Linked DNA regions of Sus scrofa: region 1 is linked to region 2. Evidence: chromatin contacts called from public Hi-C data. All regions are on one chromosome and are shown on one strand. The core of a region is the stretch at or near the end of the contact, and the rest is flanking DNA. Distances in the headings are between cores, read along the strand shown.

The links. A called contact is a pair of places that touch in the nucleus more often than the background predicts.
Region 1: a contact with region 2 is called in a Hi-C map of skeletal muscle, with 2.8 times the contacts expected there. The contact joins two enhancer-like sites. A contact is called at or near these places in 6 of 47 Hi-C or Micro-C datasets (embryonic fibroblasts, epiblast stem cells, fetal heart ventricle and 3 more).

What each region holds. Positions count from the first base shown.
Region 1 is chr13:23,436,774-23,442,103 of Sscrofa11.1, forward strand. No RefSeq gene overlaps it. Among named protein-coding and RNA genes, the nearest start is that of SCN5A, 15 kb to the left of the region's middle. Within about 2 kb of position 1,733, at least 11 of the 83 cell types and tissues checked have an H3K27ac peak or open chromatin away from gene starts, as enhancers often do. A contact at or near this core is called in skeletal muscle, where this site is marked.
Region 2 is chr13:23,326,559-23,332,279 of Sscrofa11.1, forward strand. EXOG (nuclease EXOG, mitochondrial) reads left to right here. Exons shown (of 11, transcript XR_001300113.2): 11 at 3,508-3,979. Among named protein-coding and RNA genes, the nearest start is that of EXOG, 51 kb to the left of the region's middle. Within about 2 kb of position 3,248, at least 6 of the 83 cell types and tissues checked have an H3K27ac peak or open chromatin away from gene starts, as enhancers often do. A contact at or near this core is called in skeletal muscle, where this site is marked.

The DNA of each region.
Region 1 (5,330 bases), core at 483-2,982, 110 kb after region 2:
TCACTTCAGCACGAAGCTGGCCATTCCAGCATAAAATCTGTGTTCTGCACTCTGGCTGTACTCAGTCCGTCCCCTCCTCTCATGCTCCTGTGACTGCAGCAGGGCTTGAGCTATTAGCTTGTGCCACCCTCTTTCCACCTTCCAGCTCCACTGCCGCCCACTCACATGCACCTGCCCAAGTCGAATGGGGAGGGGGGGAGTTGAGGGCAGCAGCAGGGGCCTGGGCCTCCCCTGCTCAGGGTCCCTCTGGATCTGATGGGATGGTGGGAATCAGGAGAGGGCGGACATGCTGCAGCATGGTGGGGTCATGGGAGGTCTAGGCTCCCTGCAGAAGTGCCTGGGGTCTCAGCAGGATGGGAGGACGGGAGGAGACAGCTGGGGGAACGGAATACCATCCCGGAACCTCAAGAGAAGACTGATCCCACCAGCCCTGCTGGTCTCAAAGCACTAAGGAGAGGAGATGACTCCTGCTACAGCCTCCGCCATGGCTTCTTGCCTCGGCTGTGCGCTGGCCTCCAACAGGTGTTTGCAAGGCAGGCCTAAGGCCAGGGGCCTTGTCCCCAGGATTTCCTCCACCACCAGCACTCTCGATACTTCCAGTCCCCACAAGGCCAGGCACCTCCACTTCCTCCCAGGGTGCCATCAGATGATCGAATAACAAGGAGGCCAAAAGCCGGCCTATGTCAGTCAGGGCACTTGGATTGGCCCCAGTCAGAGCTAGGAGGGCAAAGAACTCTCCTCATACCAGGGCACAGAAATCTCCTCTGTGGAGAACACATGGAGCTCTCTCTGCCTGCAAGCCTCACAGAGATCAGATGTGTCCCCTTTAAGGTGTTAGAGGGCACAGAGATCTCTTCATGATCAGAGCGCACAGAGATAGGACACACCGTATAAATCTCCCCCTTCGGGGCCCACAGAGATCTGTCCCCTGTCAGGACCAGCAGAGATCTCACCCCAGAGAGGGCACCTCCAGCAGACCCGGTCCAGAAAAAGGGAGTGCATGGCCCCTCCCTCCATTCCCGCCCCACTCCCCCGCTCTCTGGAACCACACTCGCTGCGCGCCTAGTCGCTGCTCTGACCTTGGGGTCTCCGGCCTCAGGAATCCAGGTTCCAATCTCAGACCCTCCCGGAGCCTGTACCAGGGTCGGCAGAGAAGCCGGGGCCACAGCTCCCCCTCCCCCGGCCCTCGACAGCGCACTGGGAAACCCGAAAGGAAAGGGAAGGGGAGGGGGCTCGCGGCGATTAGAGACGCCCCCCTCCTGGGGATCCCCTCCAGCCAGGCTGCTCTGCGCCCCTTCTTCGCCCCTTCCCACTCTCGGGGCAGCGATGGGGAGGGAGTCTGCCGGTGGACCCAGGGCAGGGGAGGGGGCGCGCAGGGCTTGAAGGGTTGGACCCTCAAGGAGGAAAGTTGGGCGGCAGCGGGCTAAGGGGGTTCCGGCCGGGCCGGGGCTGCCAGGAGTGGGGGTGCTTGCTCACCTGCTGGTCCCCCTGCCCGGGCCCCGAGATGGGCGGCTGCGGCTGCGGCTCGGACTCGGCTTGGTGCGGGGCTCAGGGTACTGGGCTCGGGCTCAGCGGCCCCGGGGGCGCGATCCCCGCATCCCACGGGCGCTGCCGCCGTCTCGGCTCCGCTGCTCGGCTCCGGCTCCGGGGCTCGGCGGGCGGCGCGGGCTCGGGCTGGGGGCGGGGTCGGGGGCGGGCCCCGCCTGGGCTCGGCCTGGGGCTTGGGGCCCCGGGCTGGCTCCGCCCCAGAGCAACGAGCCTGGGGCTCCACACGTGGCGCTCCGCCCGCTCTGAGGGTGAACCCTGGGCACCCGCCGCTGGAGCACACACCCAGGTGCTGACCCGGGGACGCCCCGCCACAGACAGCTGCCCACGCGGACGTGGACAGACGCGTGCAGACATGGCACACGCGGGGGTACACACACAGCGACCCAGCGACGCTTCTCCAGTTAGCCACCTACGCGGACATGAACAGGCACACAGCTTGGCACACGCAGAGTACACACGCACACATCCTCACTAACTTGGGGACCCTACCCTAGCCACCCACCCCCAAGGAAAGGGACATACACTGACACTCGAAGACACCCTCTGTCACCGACACACAGACACCCACACGGACACATGCAGACATCATTGACACACACAGACATTGAGGCAGATATACTCTGACAAACTCAGGGACACCTGGATGACTCAGACACACATCCACTGACACACTGACACAGAGACACACACACACACACAGAACCAGGCTTCTAGACAAATACACAGCCAGCCAGCAGAGAAGTCTGCACAATGGTAGACACCTATACTGACACATAAACACAGACTGACACAGGCACTGACAGAAACACACACCCAGACAGAAACAACCAACACATCAGACACAACCAACAAACCCAGAGACACCCACACCGAAACCCACTCACTTCACCCTGTTGAACTAAGACAACCTACACCTTGACACACATGAGGCACTCACATGCTGACACAGATAAGACTGTCTCACGCAAAGACCAGACACTGACAAGCACAGTCACTCACATACACAGGCTGACCCACAGGGAGACATACCCAGGAACACACATCCTTGTTGAAAAGTAACAGGCCACCAGCTTTTTGCTCACAGACCAGTAGCATCATTGGATGGGACAGGCTAACGTCCAGAACCATCACAAAAGCACACGTACCAGTACACATGCACACACACAGTCTTTACGTTCTTTCCCAGCAGGCTTCTCATCTCTCCCGATGCATATTCAAGGCTCCTAGAGGTAAGGATTGCTCTTGGAGGGCAAGATGGGTGCTGAGGTCTAAGAGGGACCCAGGTGCTGTGTTTGGGGACCCAGAGGCTGAAACCAGCCCCTCCATTATTGGGATTTTGGAGAAGTCACGGTGTGTGTGTGTGGGGGGGGGTCATCCTCCATTTGGGATCTGGGTGTGGGGTTCCAGAGATCACTGGGTGCCTCACATATATACTGAGGAGGTACCCATGCCTGCAGGAGAAGCTGGGTCAACCCAGCTTCCCAGAGTAGGGGAATCAGTAAGAGAACCGGTCTACAGGGAAGTTCAGGCAAAGGACGCTTTCTGGCCCTGGGTCTGATAGGATGGCTGGCTGCCAGACAGATGAACTGAAGGTAGTCCTGCTGCCTCCTCCTAGCCCCCAGATGGGACTCAGGTTGGCTAGCATCTCCCACTAGCGGCCATAGCCGGAAGTGCAGGCAATGTCAATTTTTTTCAGCCAGTTGTGGGACCACCTGAGCCTCTGCCTCTTAGGTGAGAGGAGAGGGCAGGAGAATCTGGGTCCTCCCTGAGGTCTTCCACCAGGCTTCTGGACCCTGAATGAAGATTCAAACTTGCAGACGGACACCGGGCCAAGAAGGAGACTGAGCCAGAATGAAGGTTGCTGGGGGTGAGCTAGAGAGGTCCCCTGCTTTGTCTACATCGAACAGAGATGGGGTTTTCACGTTCTTCCTTAGTGCTGGGTACTTGCGTGTTGCCAGCAGGAGAGGCATGCACCCCAAATTTAAATGAGGAGAGAGGTGCCCATAAGAGGAAGGAACCATACCTCTGATTCAGTTCTTTTTCTTTTTTACCATTTTTGAACTCACCTTTATCTGATTCAGTTCTGATTCGGAGATTAAGCCAACATACCTGGTGGTCCTAGAGTGGCCGAAGAGGGTAGGAAAGGTCAGCGGGCCAGGAAAGGGCCACCTCCACCAAGGAGCCCTTGCTGAGACCTGGGGTATTCCCTTCTCTTCTCCAGGCTCTATTTAATTAAAGCAGGAAGATGCAGTTGGCAGTCAGAGAACAAGATTTTTAAAACTAATGTTTCCTTTATTCCACCCTTCCCTTTACCTCAGGTTCAAAGTTAAGTTAAGCACTCTGTCATTGTGCATCTGCACAGGATTCCTCTTTTGCATCACTTTCTTTTATTTCTTCGCCCCTCCATCCCACCTCACTGTCATCTCCTTTCCTACTTAGGCACCTCTCTTAGAGCTAACACAGATCTTTAAATATGTACACATCTCTGTAAAATAGGCAGTATCGGTGTTTGTACCTATGGGGTCTCTTATGTGTTCTTACCACCCCAGGCATTTCTTTTTATGTTCAACTTCTATTGAACTGTAACCTACATATGGAAGGGTGCACAAGCCTTAAGTGTTCTGCTCAAGGGATGTCACTAGTTGAACTATCCCTATAACCAACACACAGGCCAAGAAACTAAACAGCACCAGCACCCCAAGATGCCCCCTTCCTGCCCTCTTCCTGTCGCCACTTCTCCCCCAGAGTTAACTACTATACTCACATTAATTTTCTAGGTTTTGTCTAGTTCTCATCTTTATTTAAATAGCATCATATGGTGCAAACTCTTGTGTCTGGTTCTATTTAAAAAAATCCTCTTGAAGAGTTGATTTATAATGTGTTAATTTCTGCTGTACAGCGAAGTGATTCAGTTACGCACGTACAGTGTCTGGTTTTCTTGATCAGCTTTGGGTTTGTGAGCTTCATCCCCATTGCTGCTTGCAGTCATATATATAGTTCGTTTGTTCTCATTGCCTAGAATTGCACTGTGTGAATATCCCACACTTTTGTTTATCCATTCTACGGCTGATGGGCGTTTGGTAGTTCTAGCTGGGGGTTACTACGAATAGCACCTCTATGAACATTTCTAGGGTGTGAAATTTGGTGACCATCTGTGTGCATTTCTGCCAGGCACATACCTGGGAGTGGCATTGCTGAGCTATGGGAGCGAGGGTGCTTGCTTTTAGGAGACTCTGCCAGTTTTCCAAAGTGGTTCTACCAACACACACTCCGCCAGCATTGAATGTATGAGAATTCTGGTTCTTCTGCATCCTCTAGCACTTGGTATTTTTATCTTTTTCATTTTAGCCACTTGAGTGGGTGTGAAGAGGTTTCGCATTGTGGTTTTAATTGGCATTTCCCTGATGACTAATGAAATGGTTTATTGGCCGTTTGTGTGTATGTGCTTTCCATTTATATAAATGGGTATTATTCTAACTTTCATTATTTTTCTTGTGTTTCTCCCTCAACACTTTGCTTTTGAGCTCTATCCATGTGTGGGTGTGGGCAGTTAGTTCTTTGCATCTGATAGCTGCAGAGTGTTGCAACATGCATGCAGTGAAGTTTATTTATGCATTCCCCTCGAGATGGGTCCTAGGTAGGATCGAAGATGGAAGAGTAGTAACGGGCTTGTGTTTCTGTTGCCTTCACTCTGCTGATGCCTGATTTGGGGTTCAGAACCCATAAACACTCAAGAATAGTCATCTTAGGAGGTGGAGTTGGGGCCAAAAAATAGGAGGCAT
Region 2 (5,721 bases), core at 1,998-4,497:
CCTGGATAATCTGACTCATTGCACTTTGGATGCTCCCCCTCCACAGTTTCATAATAATAATGGGCCCTGGTTTGTGGATTCTGAGGTTGACATCTGTCTCGTTAGCGTGACTGCGTTACATGAGGGCAGACACCTTGTCTGCTTTTGCTCATCGCTGTAACTGCAGTACCTGGGAGATGTTCAGCGCATGTTTGCTAAAGGGCGAATGGACAGATGTCTTGGTTTCCCAGCTGGTCTTGTGTGTAGGTTGACATCACTGAGTGGGAGTGAGGACTGAGGAAAGGGACCCCTTGGCTCCAGGGCCTCCCACTGGGGAAGCACCTGCAAACGTCACGGTTGCCACAGGAGAGGGAGAAGGTGGTCCCGTAGCAGTGAGGCTGGCAGGAGGCAGACACAAGGGGCTGGGTGGTCTTGAGCCAGGGCATGGGAATTGGTGTGGGGGACTCCGGCCAGGGCCTGGCTGCAGATAGGTGTTGAGGGCTGCATGGAGGTGGTGACGCCCCTTGGAGAGAGGGCTGCTAAGGGGGTCTGGGCAGAGGGTTGGGCAGGGCCACCTATGATCAGGGAGGTGACAGTGGGTGTGAAGAGTGCCCGCAGTGGAAGTGGAAGACTGGTGCAGTGGGCAGGCCAGAGCTTCCACCCCACCCCCAGCCATACCCCAGCCTCTGGTCTTCCTCATGCCTCCTGTACTCTGGCCCCTCACTGACTCCTAGTCTCCCTGCTTTGGGCTTCTAGAGCCCCCAGCCCTCCAGCTCCTGTGATGCCCTCCGCTTGCCCAGTCTTCCTATCCCTCAGCTCCCCAGTTGCTGCCTCTGACCTGTCCTGCCAGTGGCCTGGGCCCTGCTGGCCTGCCCTCTTCTCTCATCACCTCCTCTTCACTCCCTGTGATGCCCTGGCACCAGCCCCAGATCTGTGTGGACTGATTTCCCAACCTCCCTGCCCCACACCCCCAGAGAGGGGATCCCTTGGGGGTCCAGCTTTCCTCCAGAGCATGAAGGTGTGAGGAAAATGTTTGGTATCTTGATTCTGGTGGTGGCTATACTGCTTATACTTGTCAAAACTCATCACACTGTGTAGTTAAAAGAGTGAATTTTGTTATATATAAATTTTATCCCACTGAACCTGATTTAAGTATAGAAACAGTGGGCTGAAGAGGGTAGAAAATAGGATGGTCTTGGTTGCCTCACTGCAAAAGTGACAGAGAAAAGAGGGGAGCCATGCCACTCTCGGGGAAGAGTGTGGCAGGCAGAGGGAACAGCCAGTGCTGAAATCCTAACGTGAGGTGTGCACAGCCTAGGCACGAGCCAGCAAGGAGCTGATGTGGCTCGAGTGGAGTAAGAGCCAGGGTTGTAGATGGGCTCAGACAGATGCTGGGGGTGGGGGGAGCGTACTGAGGGGGTACAGAGGGCTCAGGCTGTTCTCTGAGTGCCATGGAGGCTGCTAGAGTGCTTTGTGTGGAGCAGTGGCATGAGCCAACTTGCCTTTTAATAGACCCCTCTGGCTGCTGTGTTCAGAATGGTCTGGGTGAAGAACCAGCCAGGAGGCCTTTGTAAGAATCCAGGCAAGAGGCGATGGCAGTCAGAGCAGCGTGGTGATGGTGGAGCTGCTGAGAAGTGGTCGGACTTGGGGTGTATTTTGAAGGCAGAGCCAATAGGATTTCCTGCTGGGTTGGATGTGGGGTGTGTGAGAGGAGGAGGCAGGGACAACGCCAGAGTGTTTGGCCTGAGCAGCAGAAGCTCCAGCCAGGCACCCCCGTGAAAACTGTTGACCAGTTTTACCTGTCCCCTGGGGCCTGTGGCTGAAGTCAAGACAGAGGCAGGAGGGAGGGGCCCGGCCGTGCTCCTGGCTCTGGGGCTCAGGGAATGGGCTGCACGTACTGGTTATTCCATTACCCTTTATTTATTGGCTTTATTGGCTTTTGTCATTTCCTCATTGTCTCCTGTCTGGAGAGAAGACTATAAACGTGATGGATTGATACAGGATACAGGAGGCCCAATTACCTCTGTTGAGCCGGCCTCTCCTCTCGGCCAAGCCCTCCCTGTCCCCTGTCCTCGCGGCACCTCCCACAGCCTTGCAAGGAGAAACAGCCTGGTCCCTGGTCGTCCAGGAAGAGGGAGTGCAGCCCAAGATGGTGAGTGGCAGGCAGATGGTCCCCAGGAGACACATCTCCAATGGCAAAACTGGAGACCTGCTTGGGCCCACAGAGGCCTGGCACAAAGGACTGTGGGGCCAGAGGACAGGACGTACCGCTGGCTGATCAGCCCACATCCGGGGAGGGGGCTCTGTTTGGACTCGCACGCCTTTCTGGAATCTGAGCCATCCCGTCTCTACACAATGGCTGGGGCGATGGGGCTTTTCTCTCCGGCAGCAGGTGCCTGGCAGCCGCCCGTGGATGCCAGCCCCGTGAGCTGGCATGGGAGGAAGTGCTTGTCAGGGTGGCCATTATACGTGCTGGGCTTGGGCTGGCCTGGCCTTCGCCCTTGCCGTGCAGGCTGACTTGGGACACCCGTAGGAGAGCAGTGCCTCTGGGATCCCCCCAGACAGAGCTTGGCAGCTCTCAGGCTTAGAGTGTCATTTCTGAACCAGTCCCTTGGCCCCCACCTCTGGCCTGTCTGGCCTGCTTCTTCCCTGGGAACGTCCTGAGGCCCTGGTCCAGGGCAATTGAACGGGAAGCCTGAGGTTCCTTCTTGGGATTTCAGGCCTCTCCTTGTGGTCTTGTCCTGCCCCCTCCCTGACACGACCCTGGTTGCTGTGCCTTGAGTGTGCCTGTGTGTGAATCTGCACATGACTCTCCACGTGGGTGAGGATCTCATGTAGGTGACTTCCTACCAGAATGAAGAGTGGAAAGTGGGGCTGTAGGTGAGAAAAGGGGTCGGGGATCACCGGGGGCAGAAAGGCAGGAAGGATTCAGATGCAGGTTCCGGGTGAACCCAGCAGATGGTGAATGGCTGGGTTTAGGGGGTGTCTCCTGTGCTAGCATGGCTGGGCTCCTATCTGTGCCAGGCACTGGGGCAGGGCTAGAGAGTGGCCTGGCCCTCCCTAGCCCTCAGCACGCTGGACGGTGAGCTCTGAGCCTTGGAGCGTCATGCAGACTGGGGCAGGAGACATGGTTGTGTGGCTTTCCCAGCTGATCTGCGGCCGCCTTTGGCATCTCCCAGCTCTCGGCTGCTGCCTGCTCTGTCTCCGCCCGCAGGAGTGAGTGCCTGTACTGTCTCCCTGCCCCTCCCAGCCTCCGGGCACTGAGTCTCGTGGTCGTCAGAGCTGAGGCGGAAGAGCGGCTGGCACGGGGCAGGGAGCTTGCCAGGGCCGTGGCCCCGGGGTGAGAGCTGACGTCTGTCCAGGAGCATCTCCCTGCCAAGGGCTGAGATCCCAGACCGCATGCCTTCCCTGTGACACAGGAGTGGCATCCGTCCCTCACGGAGCCTGGAGCCCAGCATTACCCTGGAGCGGCTGGGTGACAGCTGCGGCGGCATGGTGACCACAAGGCCCACTCTTCCCTCCCTCTAGATGAGCCTGTCACCTCCGAGGCCGCCTCAGGAATCCAGGAATGACCCTCACAAGGGGCCCTAGACCCTAGACTCCAAGTTTTGGCTTCAAGAACAGTGAGGAAGCCACTGCACTGGCCCAGACTGAGCTGTAGTACCTGGAGTTGTCAGAGGGGAGGCCTGGCCCCCTCACTGCTTAAGGTGGGTGCCCTACTGTCCCCCCACTTCACACACTCCATAGAATTGAGCCAGTGCCATGTGCCAGCTGCTGAGTGAGGGCCTGGCTGCAGTGCTGAGTAAACTGGACTTGGACGCTGTCCTCATGTTTTTTTTTTTTTTTTTTTTTAACGATTATTTTATATTGGCGTATTCATTAATAATGTTAGTTTCAGGTGTATGGCAAAGTGATTCAGCTATACGTACACGTATATCTCTTCCAGATTCTTTCCCATATAGGTTATTACACAGTATTGAGATTTCCCTGTTGATTTTTTTTTTTTTTTTCATTTTTGGCCGCCCTGTGGCATATGGAATTTCTAGGCCATGGATAAAATCCAAGCTGCAGTCACAACCTAAGCTGCAATTATGGCAAAGCTGGATCCTTAACCCACTGTGCCAGGCCAGGGATCGAACCTGTGTCCCAGTGCTCCCAAGATGTGGGCAATCCCGTTGTGCACAGCGGGAACTCCATAATTATCTATTTTATATATAATAGTGTGTATATGTTAATAACATTTTCCTAATTTATCTCTCCTTCTCACCTTTTCCCTTGGACAACCATAAATTTTTATGTCTATGAGTCTGTTTTGTAAATAGGTTCATTTGTATCACTTATCAGATTTCACGTATAAGTGATCTCATGATATTTGTCTTTGTCTGACTTAGTACGATAATCTCTAGGTTCATCCGTGTGGATATAAATGCCATTATTATTTTAAGTTTTACTGAAGTACAGTTGATTTACAAGGTTGTGATAATTTCTGCTGTACAACAAAGTGATTCAGTTATGCATGTACACACATCCATTCTCTTTCAGATTCTTTTCCCACATAGATTATCACAGAATATTGGGTAGAGTTCTCTGTGCTGTTCAGGAGGTCCCCATTGGCCAATCATTCTATATACCTCAGTGTGCATATGCCAGTCCCAAACTCCCAGTCCACCCCCTCCCCCACCTGTCCCCTTTGGTAACCATAAATCTTTCAAAGTCTGAGAGTCTGTTTCTGTTCTGCAAATAAGTTCATTTGTATCCTTTTGTTTTTGGAAGATTCGCATATAAGTGATATCATATGATGTTTGCCTTTCACTGACTAACTTCACTTAGTATGATAATCTCTAGGGCCATCCATGTGGCTGGAAATGGCATTATTTCATACTTTTTATGGCTTAGTAATATTCCACTGTATATATGTACCACATCTTCTTTATCCATTCCTCTGTTGATGGACATTTAGGTTTGCTTCCATGTCTTGGCTGTTGTAAATAGTGCTTCAGTGAACATTGGAGTGCATGTATATTTTCAAATTATGATTTTCTCTGGATATATGCATAGGAATGAGATCGCTGGTCCATATGGTAGTTGTATTTTAGTTTTTTGAGGTACCTCTGTACCTTCAGTGACTGCACCAGTTTACATTCCCACCAACAGTGTAGGAAGGTTCGCTTTTCTCCACACCCTCTTCAGCATCTACTGTTTGTAGATGTTTTGATGATGATCATTATGACTGATGTGAGGTGATAACCTCACTATGATTTTTTTAAATTTATGTTTCTTTAATAATTAGTGATGTTGAACATCTTTTCATGCGCTTTTTGGCCATCTTTCTTCTTTGGAGAAATGTCTGTTTAGATCTTCTGACCATTTAAAAATTTTATATATATAAAGCTGTATGAGATGTTTATATATTTTGGAGATCAATCCCTTTGTTGGTCACTACGTTTGCAAATATTTTCTCCCACTCTGTGGGTTGACTTTGCATCTTGTTTGTGGTTTCCTTTGCTGTGCAAACATTTTTAATTAGGTCCCATTTGTTCACTTCTGTTTCTGTTCTCATTACTCTGGGTGGAGGGTCCAAAGAGATATGGCTGTGATTTATGTCAGAGTGTTCTACCTATGTTTCCCTTTAAGAATTTTAGAGTATCTGGTCTTATGTTTAGATCTTTAATCCATTTTGAATTTATTTTTGTGTATGGTGTTCTAATTTCATTCTTTTACATGTAGCTGTCCAATTTTCCA